Linked DNA regions of Macaca mulatta: region 1 is linked to region 2. Evidence: chromatin contacts called from public Hi-C data. All regions are on one chromosome and are shown on one strand. The core of a region is the stretch at or near the end of the contact, and the rest is flanking DNA. Distances in the headings are between cores, read along the strand shown. Region 1 holds the start of SLC49A4 (solute carrier family 49 member 4). Region 2 holds the start of SEMA5B (semaphorin 5B).

Region 1 (5,803 bases), core at 3,092-5,591, 240 kb before region 2:
CATATGCCATTCAAATACTTTTTGATCATGGAATAAGTTTGCTCAAAAAGGAACTTTTCAGCTGGGTGCAGCGGCTTATGCCTGAAATCCCAGTGCTCTGGGAGGCTGAAGTAGGGGCATCACTTAAGGTCAGGAATTCGAGACGAGCCTGGGGAACACTGTGAGACCCTGTATCTACAAAAATAAAAAATAAACAAAAAATTTTTAAAATGAACTTTTCTATGACTCCCATTGTATTCATCATTGTACTGAATGTACCGACCCTTTCACTTGACTTTATTTAATGTATTTATTTTTCTCATTCTCTTATATAACATCTCTAATTTCTTCTTTCAGTTTCAACATCAGTCACTAAGGCTGGCACTTTCTATTAATAATAAAAATGGTCACCATTCCTGAATATCCAATTCCTGCCAGATACTATGCTAGATAATCTACACATATTAACTCTAATCTTCACAATGATCATGCATTTTACAGAGGAGGAAACTCAGGCTCAAAGGGATTAGGTACCTTGTCCTCCAGTCTTTCTCCCTCCAATCAATCTTCTACCCTTCAGTCACAGTGATCTTCCTACAACCAAAATTAATCATGTTATTTCCCGCACCTAAAGCTCTTTAAGGCTTCCTACTATCTTAATGTCTAGATTCCTTAACCAGGCATAAGGTAACCTTTAGGATACCTCTTTTCTTACCACTCCTGACACTGCTTTCAGTTCTTGGCCAATGTCATGCTTTCTCCTTCTGCCTCTGGACTTGGCATGGAGTGCCCTTATTCATTCATTCAACAAATGTGGCATGTGCCAACTATGTGCCTGGCATTGTACTTGCAGCTGGGCACACGGCAGTGAATGAAACAGACATAGGTCCTGCCCTCAAGGTACTTACAATCTAATGGAAAAAACAAATAATAAATACAGATTGTAATAAGTAAAATGACAGAAGCAGGATGCTGTATTCCAGAACATCTAGGGTTGGGGTGTGCAAGAGAAATCACAGTGACTGTTTTAGATAGTTTGGTCTCTTAAGGTCTCAGGTGGTGACATACTTTAAAACCTAAAGATTAAGTCAGCTATGTGAAAAGCGAGAGGGGAGGTGAGTGACAAGAGATCCTGCTAAAGACATCAGCAGAGCCCAAACCAAGGCCACGGTTAAGAGTCTGGGTTTTATTCTAACTTCTAAGGGCAATGTAATTCACTGAAGAATTTTACATAAGGAAGAGTCACTTTTTGCTGCTGAATGGAGAAGGGATTAGAGGGGTACAAAATAGAAAACAGAGACACAAGTCAGGAAGATACAGTAGTAGCTGAGGTGAGAAAATGCGGATGATTTGAAGTGGGTCTGATAGTGAAGGAGGAAAAAAGTAGACAGATTAGATGCAGAATTGACCTGACTTGCAAAGTCATCACCTGAAATTAAGAAAGAGGCAGAGAGAGGTTATAGAGTTTGGGGATTTGTCATTGGAGAAAGTCGGTAGGCTCACTAGAGAAACAGAGGATCAAAGGGATCTCAAGCCCATACTGGCTGAATATTCAAGAGTTTGGCCATTTTCACTTTATACGGTCATCAATTTGTGCAGGACTTTTTCCAGCAAAGTTCAGGCGCATAGTGCAGGTAGAAAGTGGGCAAAAGGTTGACTTCATCCAGAGTAAGAGTTTTGTCAGAAAAAGGTGCAGGAAGGGACAACAGAATTTCAAAGGAACGATATACATTCTGGATAAGGGGGTGCAGTGGATAGAAAATGGAAAAATCAATGCAATGGAGGTATAGATGAAGGTCAAGAATTGTCTCCCTAGTAGAAAGTGGTCAGATAGTAGAAGGCTATAATTTGTTTCTTCTGCTTGGAATGGGGGTTCAGCAAACTATCTGATCCCTAAATACATCCATCCTTTTCTGCTCCTTGACTTCTTGAACCCAGCACCACTACCTGAGTTTGCCACCATCTCATCCAATCAGAAAGGCTCACCTCAGCGGATCACAGGGTCAAGAAATCGAGACCATCCTGGCCAACATGGTGAAACCCCGTCTCTACTAAAAATACAAAAATTAGCTGGGCATGGTGGCGCGCTTGTAGTCCCAGCTATTCGGGAGGCTGAGGCAGGAGAATTGCTTGAACCTGGGAGGCAGAAGTTGCAGTGAGCCAAGATCGCCCCACTGCACTCCAGCCCGGTAACAGAGCGAGACTCCGTCTCAAAAGAAAAAAAAAAAAAAAAAAGGCCGACCTCAAACTATTCCCTCCTTGAAGCATTTATGTTCTCTCCACTGAGATCCCTCCTCCTGATAACAACCCTCACAGAGTGTACTACTGGTAGAATAGTTCAGGTGAACATATAGTAAGTCATTCTTTTCCCTTTCTAGGCTCCTTTGGAAAAGGTATTGTTATAAATATTCAAAAGTCTCTGGATCCCGCGACAGTATCCAGAACAGAGCGCTGCACGGTGCAATCATTCAATAAATAATCACAGGGATCTCAGGCTCATGGGTCTCCAAACCTCATCTCCACTTGCTAAACCAGGGTTCACTGAAATAGAATAAAAATCCCTGTTCACAAGTCTCAGATAACTCCCATTAATCTCAAAGGTTGCCTTCAATTTCACAAATTTAATTTTAATCCCAACATTCAAAACACCCCTATTTAGCTAACGATGGGCAAATATAAAACAAAACAAAACAAACACCCCATGCGTGAAACAGCACTGGTAGGCTACCCTATGACGATCAAAAATCTGGATGCCACAATTCGAGAAATGCCACGCTCGCTAGAAAATACAGAATTTTCTTCATAGTCCAATGCAAGGCCAGAGAGACCTGGGACGGGGCTAAGGCAAACGGCCCCACGAGGGGTGCCACGAGAGTCAACTGGTATTGGGTTTGTACTCAGGGTCTGACCTCAGCCTGGCACCTACCTTCCTCCCCTCCAGCCCCAGCTGCAAGGATCACAGGAGTGGTCGCCTCGGAGCCTGCTGCCATGGCTACCGCAAGGCGGGTTCTGCCGGAACCCAAGGCGGAGCGGAGCTGGGGTGGGGTCAGGGTAGGGACCAAGCTCCGGGACCCGAAGCTGCACCACAGGAAGGAGCCCCGGCGACTCCCGCCCGCCTCCTACGGAAACGCAGGCGCTCACGTGGAGGTCACGTGATGGATGCTGGGCGGGACCACGCAGCTTTGTTTTGATACCCCGGGTGTGGAAATACGAACACGTGGTCTGAGTTGTGGCGCTTTTTTACCTAACCCGGACCTTAGGCTTCTTTCCTGTAGTTTTAGCTTCGTTTCTGTGTCTCCTTTTCTAGTCAGATCCTTGCTTTCCGCCTCGGCTTTTCTCCACCCTAGATGATTGGAGTTTTAGGGGAAGGTTTGACGCTTTATGGGGCTCCGGCGGTGGGATGGGTCTCTGACTTCAGCTTTCGCGAGCCGCTCTTGGCAGCCTTGAATGCGAGGCTAGCTCACGCTTCTCTTACACCTCTCTTGCCCTTCTGGTAGCAACCTGACTTCTTCTAATTTTAGTGGCTGCCGGGAAATACGAACCTCGGGCAAAGAATCCTGTGATTGCGTTCCCTGTGACTCATTTCCCGATGCAGACAAGCCAAATTGCTTGACTTAGGTTTTCAAGGACACTAATCCACAGCTGTCAGGCTTCTGGATTTGTATACCAAAATAAACAGCTGTGTGAAGAGATCAACAACCACCTTTCTTCTCGTTTACCCTGTGGTCAAATCATAATCACTGGAGATGGATCTGGGTCACTTTGGGGCAAAAATCTTACAACTTTACTGGACATACCTTTATTGCTCGCCTATTAAGTGACAGACGAAATGGGTAAAAAAAAGTTTACATATATATGAATGGAATTGGCTAGTTTGCAATCTCCTCTTTGGATATGTAAGACAAAAAAAAAAAATAACAAAAATAGGCAGTACTTATTGTACATAAATGATTTTTATGAGATAATCCCCTGGGACCAACTACGCCTAAATCTTATCCTCTGCCTATAATTTCTGAAGTTATTAACTCAACAAAAATAAGAATAAGCCCAAAATAGACGCAAGCATTAGGTTAAGTGAGCACAGGTCACTGAGTTGTTTATTACGCACAAGATCTAACTTGGACACTTCCTCCAAACACCCCAGGGTTCCTTGCCCAACCTCCTCGAATACAGCCTCTCTGCAAGTTTCCCTCTCCCCGACTCAGCCGCGCTTGTCCCTGCCTTTTCAGCGCTACCTGCCCTCAGTCTGGGACCTGGCTCCTTTCCTCTCGCCGGTGTCTACTAGCCACCGGCGGAGTGGAGGGCGGACCCCAGCCTCCTTGCCGCCTGCCCCGCCTCCCCGCCGGCCCGGCTCGGGCCGCGCAGGCGCACGAGGCGCGGCCCGGAGGCCGAGGGCGACCACAGCAGCCTCCGCCTGCCACTGCTCCGTACGATTCTGCCCTGGGCTAGTCGGCGGTGACCTGGACTGAGCCCGGCATTGGCTTCGCGCGCGACGCGTCGCCATGGGCTCTCGTTGGAGCAGCGAAGAGGAGAGGCAGCCGCTGCTGGGGCCCGGGCTCGGGCCTGGGCTGGGGGCCTCCTGGAGAAGCCGGGAGGCGGCGGCGGCGCTGCCCGCGGCGGTCCCCGGTCCCGGGCGGGTGTACGGGCGCCGCTGGCTGGTGCTGCTGCTCTTCTCGCTGCTGGCGTTCGTTCAGGGCCTGGTCTGGAACACCTGGGGTCCCATCCAGAACTCGGCGCGCCAGGCCTACGGCTTCTCCAGCTGGGACATCGCGCTGCTCGTGCTGTGGGGGCCCATCGGCTTCCTGCCCTGCTTCGCATTCATGTGGCTCCTGGACAAGAGAGGTGAGGGGTCGGGGAGCGCCAGCCCGCGCTGTCTCCTCGGGGAGCCGGCGCCTGCCCGCGCTCCAGGCCTGCCAGCCGCCTCCCTTGGCCCCGGCATAGGGGTTGTGTGAGGTGATGGAGTGTTGCTAGCATTCCATTTCTGATTTAGGAACCCTCCGTCCCCAAAGCGACAAATGTGGGAAGGCTACCTTGCAAATGTTTATGTTTTTATCAGGCCGTTTATGCAACACCAGGGATTTAAGCGATCTCTAAATGTTCAAGTTTTTACATATTGTGAACATCAGAGCATGCCCGTGCACGTGCAGTGTGTTTTACACCTGACAAAAATGACTGATGCTTTGACTTCAAAGGGATTTGGGGATGTTGAGGGTGAAAAGGTCGGAAAATAGATTGATGGTGCCCAGATGTAAGGAAATAATGAGTTGGTTTTGTGTAATAAATGACTTCAGCCCAGGAAGAGCTATTGGGAAACTCAGATCTGACACTTTGGTTTCTGGAAGGTGGTACTCGGCAGCTTTAAAATGTGTGTATGTGGCTTTCTCAGTTGAGAGTTGCGACTTTCAATTAAAGCTTGCAGATGAGTGAAGATGCTTTCTTAGAATGGTACCCTCGACATCTCTCTTTACCACTTGTCAGTGTGATTCTCTGAGGAGAAAAAAAAAAAAAAAAAAAAAAGCCATAGGACTGAGAATCAAGGCATACGTACCACATAAGTATGGATAAATGATTAGTAGTGACAGTCTACCCTCAAGAGGCTGTTGTGCAAGATTTTATATTTATTAATTGAATAATGCTTGGGAGCTACTTTGTACAGTTTCTGTTCAACGTTTTATAAGTTTTGTTGCAATGAGTTCTTTAGTCAGATTTAGAAGGTTGTCTTAGTTCACTGGAGCTGCTATAACAAAATACCATAAACAGGGTAGTTCTTAAACACAGAAATTTATTTCTCACAGTTCTGGAGGCTGGGAAGTCCAAGATGAAG
Region 2 (4,981 bases), core at 1,535-4,034:
ATCTATAGTTTGGAGCTGGCCCTCTCGGCTTCTCTGGTTTTCTAGTCTGGCACTAGAAGTGGTAAAGGAACTTTTTCTCCTCGCTAGTGGGTGTCCTATCTCAGGCCAGAGTCAATAAGCTCAGCTCTCTGGTTGACCTGAGTCATCAAGCTTTCTTTAACCCTTCCTCTCCTAAACCCTTGGGTCATCAGGAACCTTGCTGCCTGTACAGCCACTGCATTTTCCTCTCCATGTTCTCCCTCCCCAAACACGTAGACAAGTGTCTCAGGATCAAACTGGTGAACTTAGTAACCTCTCTAGGCATGGGCTCAGCACTGTACCTCTTTTTATCTACCAGCATTTAGCATGGTGCATTGCACACAGTAGGGGTTTAAACAGTGTTGGACGTCCACAGTGATGATTATGTTCACTACTGTTGGCTTTGGAGGAGGAAGGCTCTGGCATTGGCTGCTTGGAAAAAGAAAAGGGATGGAAGATCTGCCATTCCTTCTCAGACTGGTGGTGATAGGTGTCCACATGGAGAAAAGAGCACCCCCGGAAACCCACACTCACCCACACTCACCTTTCCCAACACAGCACAGCCAGAGGCAGCCCTTCCTTGCGAATGGTCTACTCACACACCCCAAGGTCAGAACAGTTCTCACCACCCCATGAGTGACCAAGTGGCAAGTTTCCCCGTCTCTCCTATATTTTATTTCCTCCTCCGTTGAAAATCTAGACTTGGGGCAAGGTACTGGCTATTTCTTTCCAAGCTGTTTTTAAATCTGCCCCTCTTTTCCTAACTTGTGAGGTCCAGTTGTAAGGTTCAAGTTCCCCTCTTGCCCCTTCCTCAAGGTCATCTGTCCCGGCTTAGAAAAGGTGAGAGGCCACTGCTGATTGTCAAGAAGAGAACAGGCTTAAAGAGATGAGCGGAAGTGGGAAGTGAGGAGCAAGCGGGCAGGGAGGGCTGTGGAGAGAGGCCCCGCGGCCGAAGTGGGTCGCGGTGCCTGAGAAACGTGGAAGGAGGTAGGATTCACTAGGGGCTGAAGGAAAAAGATGGGGCTAGGGCCAGAGAAGGTAGGATCGTGGTGAGATCTAGATACGCAAGCTTCCAAACCCCCAGTCCCAATTCCGTTAGCCAGGAAGGAGTGCACCCCAGGGTAGGCAGCTCTCCCGGCTCCGGCTGCTCCCACCCCGCCCCTCTGCAGAAAGCCTGGGCAGGATCGCAGGGGTGCGGGCAGAATCCAGCGCTCCTCTCTCCTCATCCAGACTCGCGGCCCACTCCCGCCTGGCGCGGTGGGCAGTCGGAACGACCCAAAGACTGGGCTTGGGGTAAGAACGGCGCTGCAGGTGGTCCTCCTCCTTGTTTAAAGTTTGCGGTGGGCAAAGGAGTCGGCTCCGTTGGGCCGGATCCTCTCGAGCCTCGCCTTCTTCCTCCTCCAGTCCCGCGACCACTTCCCTCTCGGCTCCCGCCCCGCGCGGGTCCCCGATCCCCTCTCCCGTCTGCATCCCTCTCTGTGCCCAAGCGCCCCCCGCTCCCTCCCTTCTCGCTGGATCTCCCGCAGGACGTGAGCGGAAAGTGAATGGGCAGCCCCAACCACAAAGACAAATTACCATGAGAAACATAAATCGGGAAATCGCCGCTCGCGTCCCCGCTTCCAGCTGCCGCACCCCTCTCCACCCTCCCAGGGCCCTGATCCACTGCCCCTGGGGCCTGACGGGCAGAGTTCGTGCTCCGCAGGGCAACAGTGTCCTGGAGGGGGGTCTGGGAAGAATCCGGGCGGCGGCTCCGCAGGCGGCGGCGGTGGAGCGGGGATGTCCCTGAGCGGGAGATTTCACACTCCAGGCGGGCCACGCGTTCCCACGCGCCTCGCCGCCCGCACTCTCCCTCCGAGCTGTTTACTAGCCGGCCCTACCTAAGCCTCCATCTCCTCACCTCTGTCCCTCTGTCCCTCTGTCCCTCAGCCTCACTCGTCCGTCTCCTTCTCCAGGCCTGGGTCCCGGGTCCCCATCGCCGCTGCAGCCCCGATGCGCCGACCACAGCCCGGGCAGGGCCCAGTGCAACCGGGACCCAGAGCTGGCGGGCGGCGGGAACGCGGCAGCGCCAAGGGCTCTTAAGCCGAGGTGGCAGCGGGTGGCGCGGAAGCCAGGGGACCCCCTGTCCTCCCGCCCGCAGCCTCACCTACCTGGCTTCAACTTGCCAGAGCCCAGACCCCTACCTCCCTACCCCGATACCCACCCGAGTTGCTGAAGTTTGCAAGTTGCAGCCCCAACCCGCGCAGGGGAAGCGCCCGGGGCTCCCGGGACTCACCTCCCAGCGACGGGTGCAGGTACCCGATTCCCCGCGGCTCCCGACTCCCGGGCGGCGCGGAGCGTCGGGGGCGAACCAGGAGAGCTGGCGGCCCGTCTGGGAATAGGGCGGCCGCGCAGGAAAGGCCTCCAGCTCTCAGCGCTCCAGTGCAGTCCCGACCCCGGCCCGCGCCAGCTGCACTCGGGCTCCCAGCAGCCGCTGAACGCGCTGCCGACCCGCCCGGCTCGGCGGAGCTGGGCTCTGGCACCAACCCCCGCGCTCCAACTAGCTCCCGACCCGGCGCGCGGAGAGAGCAGGGAGGAGGAGACCGCGGGAGCAGAAGGAGGGAGGGGGAGGTGGGGGAGGAGTTGCGAGCGAAAGGAGAGAAGGAGGGGAGCGGCAGCGAAAGAGAGGAGGGGGCTGGAGCGGACCTGCCGCGGCGGGCGCTGCACCCGCCAGCCTCGAGGCGCGCGGAGGAGCGCGAGGGGGCGCCCTGCGGCGCGGCCGCTCGGCCGACTCCCGCCCAGGGCCTGCAGAGTGTGGTTACCAGCCGGGTGGGCTGAAGCCCCTTCCCCGGCGGGCATTCCGGCGGCGAGACCTAGGCCCCCGAGCATTTGCCGCCGTTTGCCACATCCCGCCTTGCAGTGCTCGGTCACCCCATCTCGAATGTTACATCTTCGCGGGGCATCGGCGGGACCTGCCCAACCCAACACTCCGGGCCTGAGGAAGCTCCCCCAAATCCCACTCCGGACTCCCACATTCCCCAGCCCCATCAGTTCGGAACGATCTTCCTGCCTGTGGATTTGAAGGGGAAGGGACCTTGTGTAAAACGTGGGAGAGCCGTTATAACCTGCAGTGGCAGAGAGGGAGGCTAGGCTGCTGGGCTGGGCTGGAAAGCCAGAACTGGCCGATTAGGGTTAACCTTGCAAACTGTACGATATTGAGCGAACCTCTCCAAGCCTCAGTTTCCTCAGCTGTAAACTGGGGTTAGTAATACGCACCCTACAGAATTGTGAAGAACGAGTAGGGGATACGGGGAGTAAAATAACATCAGGAACAGTGGGAGGGCAGCCAAGAGATGAGCGATCCGCGGAGGTGCTGGAGCGTTCTCGGCTGAGGACGGAAGGTTTAGCGCAATCAAAACAAGCGAGGCCGAATTGTTTACAAGTTTAAGTGATCTAGTGTTTCTGATGGCTAGAAGGCGGGAGAGAAAGACGCAGGGGGCAAGCTTCAAATCCTAGCTGCCCGGGCTGCAAGAGGGATGGGAAGGGAGCCCTCTGCTGAACAAAAAATATATTTGAAAATTTAAAAAAAGGTGACCTAAGAACGAGTGAGAAAGACAAAGGATCTGAAAAGCTAAAACCAGGAAAGTGTGAATCTAAGAGATAACCAAAGAGAACTATGGAATAAAAATAGATAAGTTGGAGGAAGGAAAATATCAAAAGACTTTCTAGAGTATGCCAAAAATCGGATAATTAGAACAAAGTCTGAGTGAAGCATTTTACATAATAAAATTCTGGGTAAAGGAAACCCCGATAAAGCAGAAGAATTAAGACACTAAGAGCCCCAGAGAAGCACCTCCTCCCTGCCATCCTCCTACCCCTGGACCATGGCAAGAAGCAGTTTGACAGGATAATGGGAAAGAAGGGGTGGTTCTGAATCCAAGAAGGGAGTTTATGAGACACTGTAGAAAGAGAAACAGTGCAAGACCTCAAAGATAGACTTTCTAAGGCAACGGAAATGCTGAAACTCATAATGTGCAGAATGGAGAGAAACTTACAAAGGGAAAACACCTTCTGGACACAAAGGCAGAGACGCAGAGAAGAAAAGGAAGGAAATGGGCATGTGCGGGCATACCAGTCTGGTAGCCCATTCATTTAATATTGGGGTGAAAATCAAGTTGGAAGAGGCAGCACAGGATATTGAGTGAAAATCTATCATGAGCCCTGGACCATTCTTCCAGGTCCCAGGTTGAGATGGGGATAGGTCTCCTGATCCCCACTGTGGAACCTTCCCACTGTTATAAGCGTGCCCCCCTCATTCCCTACAGAGCTGTGGGGAATGTTTTTGTCATCACAAAAAATAGAAGTATGTGCAATATAGACATACCTTTTAATTAACACAAAAAACCTTGAAGCTATTTCATACTGTAGGACCAGGGAACGAACAGGAGAGCTTCCAATTTGTCTGGTTGGGAGAACAGACAAAATGCCTTCTAAGTGGCTCTGTCAGCCACAGCTCTCTCTTGAAAGATAACCAAAATATTCTCCACCCTTCACACATTCTCTCACCTGCTCTCTTGTTTGCTACCATGTTTTGATTGTGTTCTTTCTTTTCTTCCCACTGTCAAGTCAAGGCCCTTCCTGGCTCTCCCTCTCCACGTTGTAAAGTGGAGAGGGGGTTGGGGACTGGCACAGGAAGAGAAGAGAGGAGACCCCAGGCTGGGGACACAGGGAAGGAAATTTTCCTTTTCAGGGGAAGCAGGAGCCAAGATAAGGAGGCACCCAAAGAGACAGACCAAGTAGCAGGGCAGCTAGCAACACTGGGCTAATTAATCCTAATTGCATCCTAAAGTATTGTATTGATTAACAGTGATTACTCAAGAGCTCTCAATACAAGAGAGCTTCAGAAGCCCAACCCTCCGGAAGGGACAGTTTCTTTACTGGCCTGGCTTACCACCTGCTCTTTGGCAAACCCAGCCTGGTTAGAATC

Evidence for each region. A called contact is a pair of places that touch in the nucleus more often than the background predicts.
Region 1: a Hi-C map of fetal cortex germinal zone shows a contact between it and region 2, with 2.6 times the contacts expected there. The contact joins the promoter of SLC49A4 here to the promoter of SEMA5B in region 2. A contact is called at or near these places in 2 of 14 Hi-C or Micro-C datasets (fetal cortex germinal zone and fetal cortical plate).

What each region holds. Positions count from the first base shown.
Region 1 is chr2:160,987,628-160,993,430 of T2T-MMU8v2.0, reverse strand. It overlaps SLC49A4 (solute carrier family 49 member 4), which reads left to right and starts at 4,341. Exons shown (of 9, transcript XM_015130003.3): 1 at 4,341-4,821. The coding sequence starts at 4,482. HSPBAP1 (HSPB1 associated protein 1) reads right to left here and starts at 3,086. Exons shown (of 9, transcript XM_077993806.1): 1 at 2,906-3,086; 2 at 514-573.
Region 2 is chr2:160,746,335-160,751,315 of T2T-MMU8v2.0, reverse strand. SEMA5B (semaphorin 5B) reads right to left here and starts at 2,784. Exons shown (of 22, transcript XM_077993801.1): 1 at 2,291-2,784.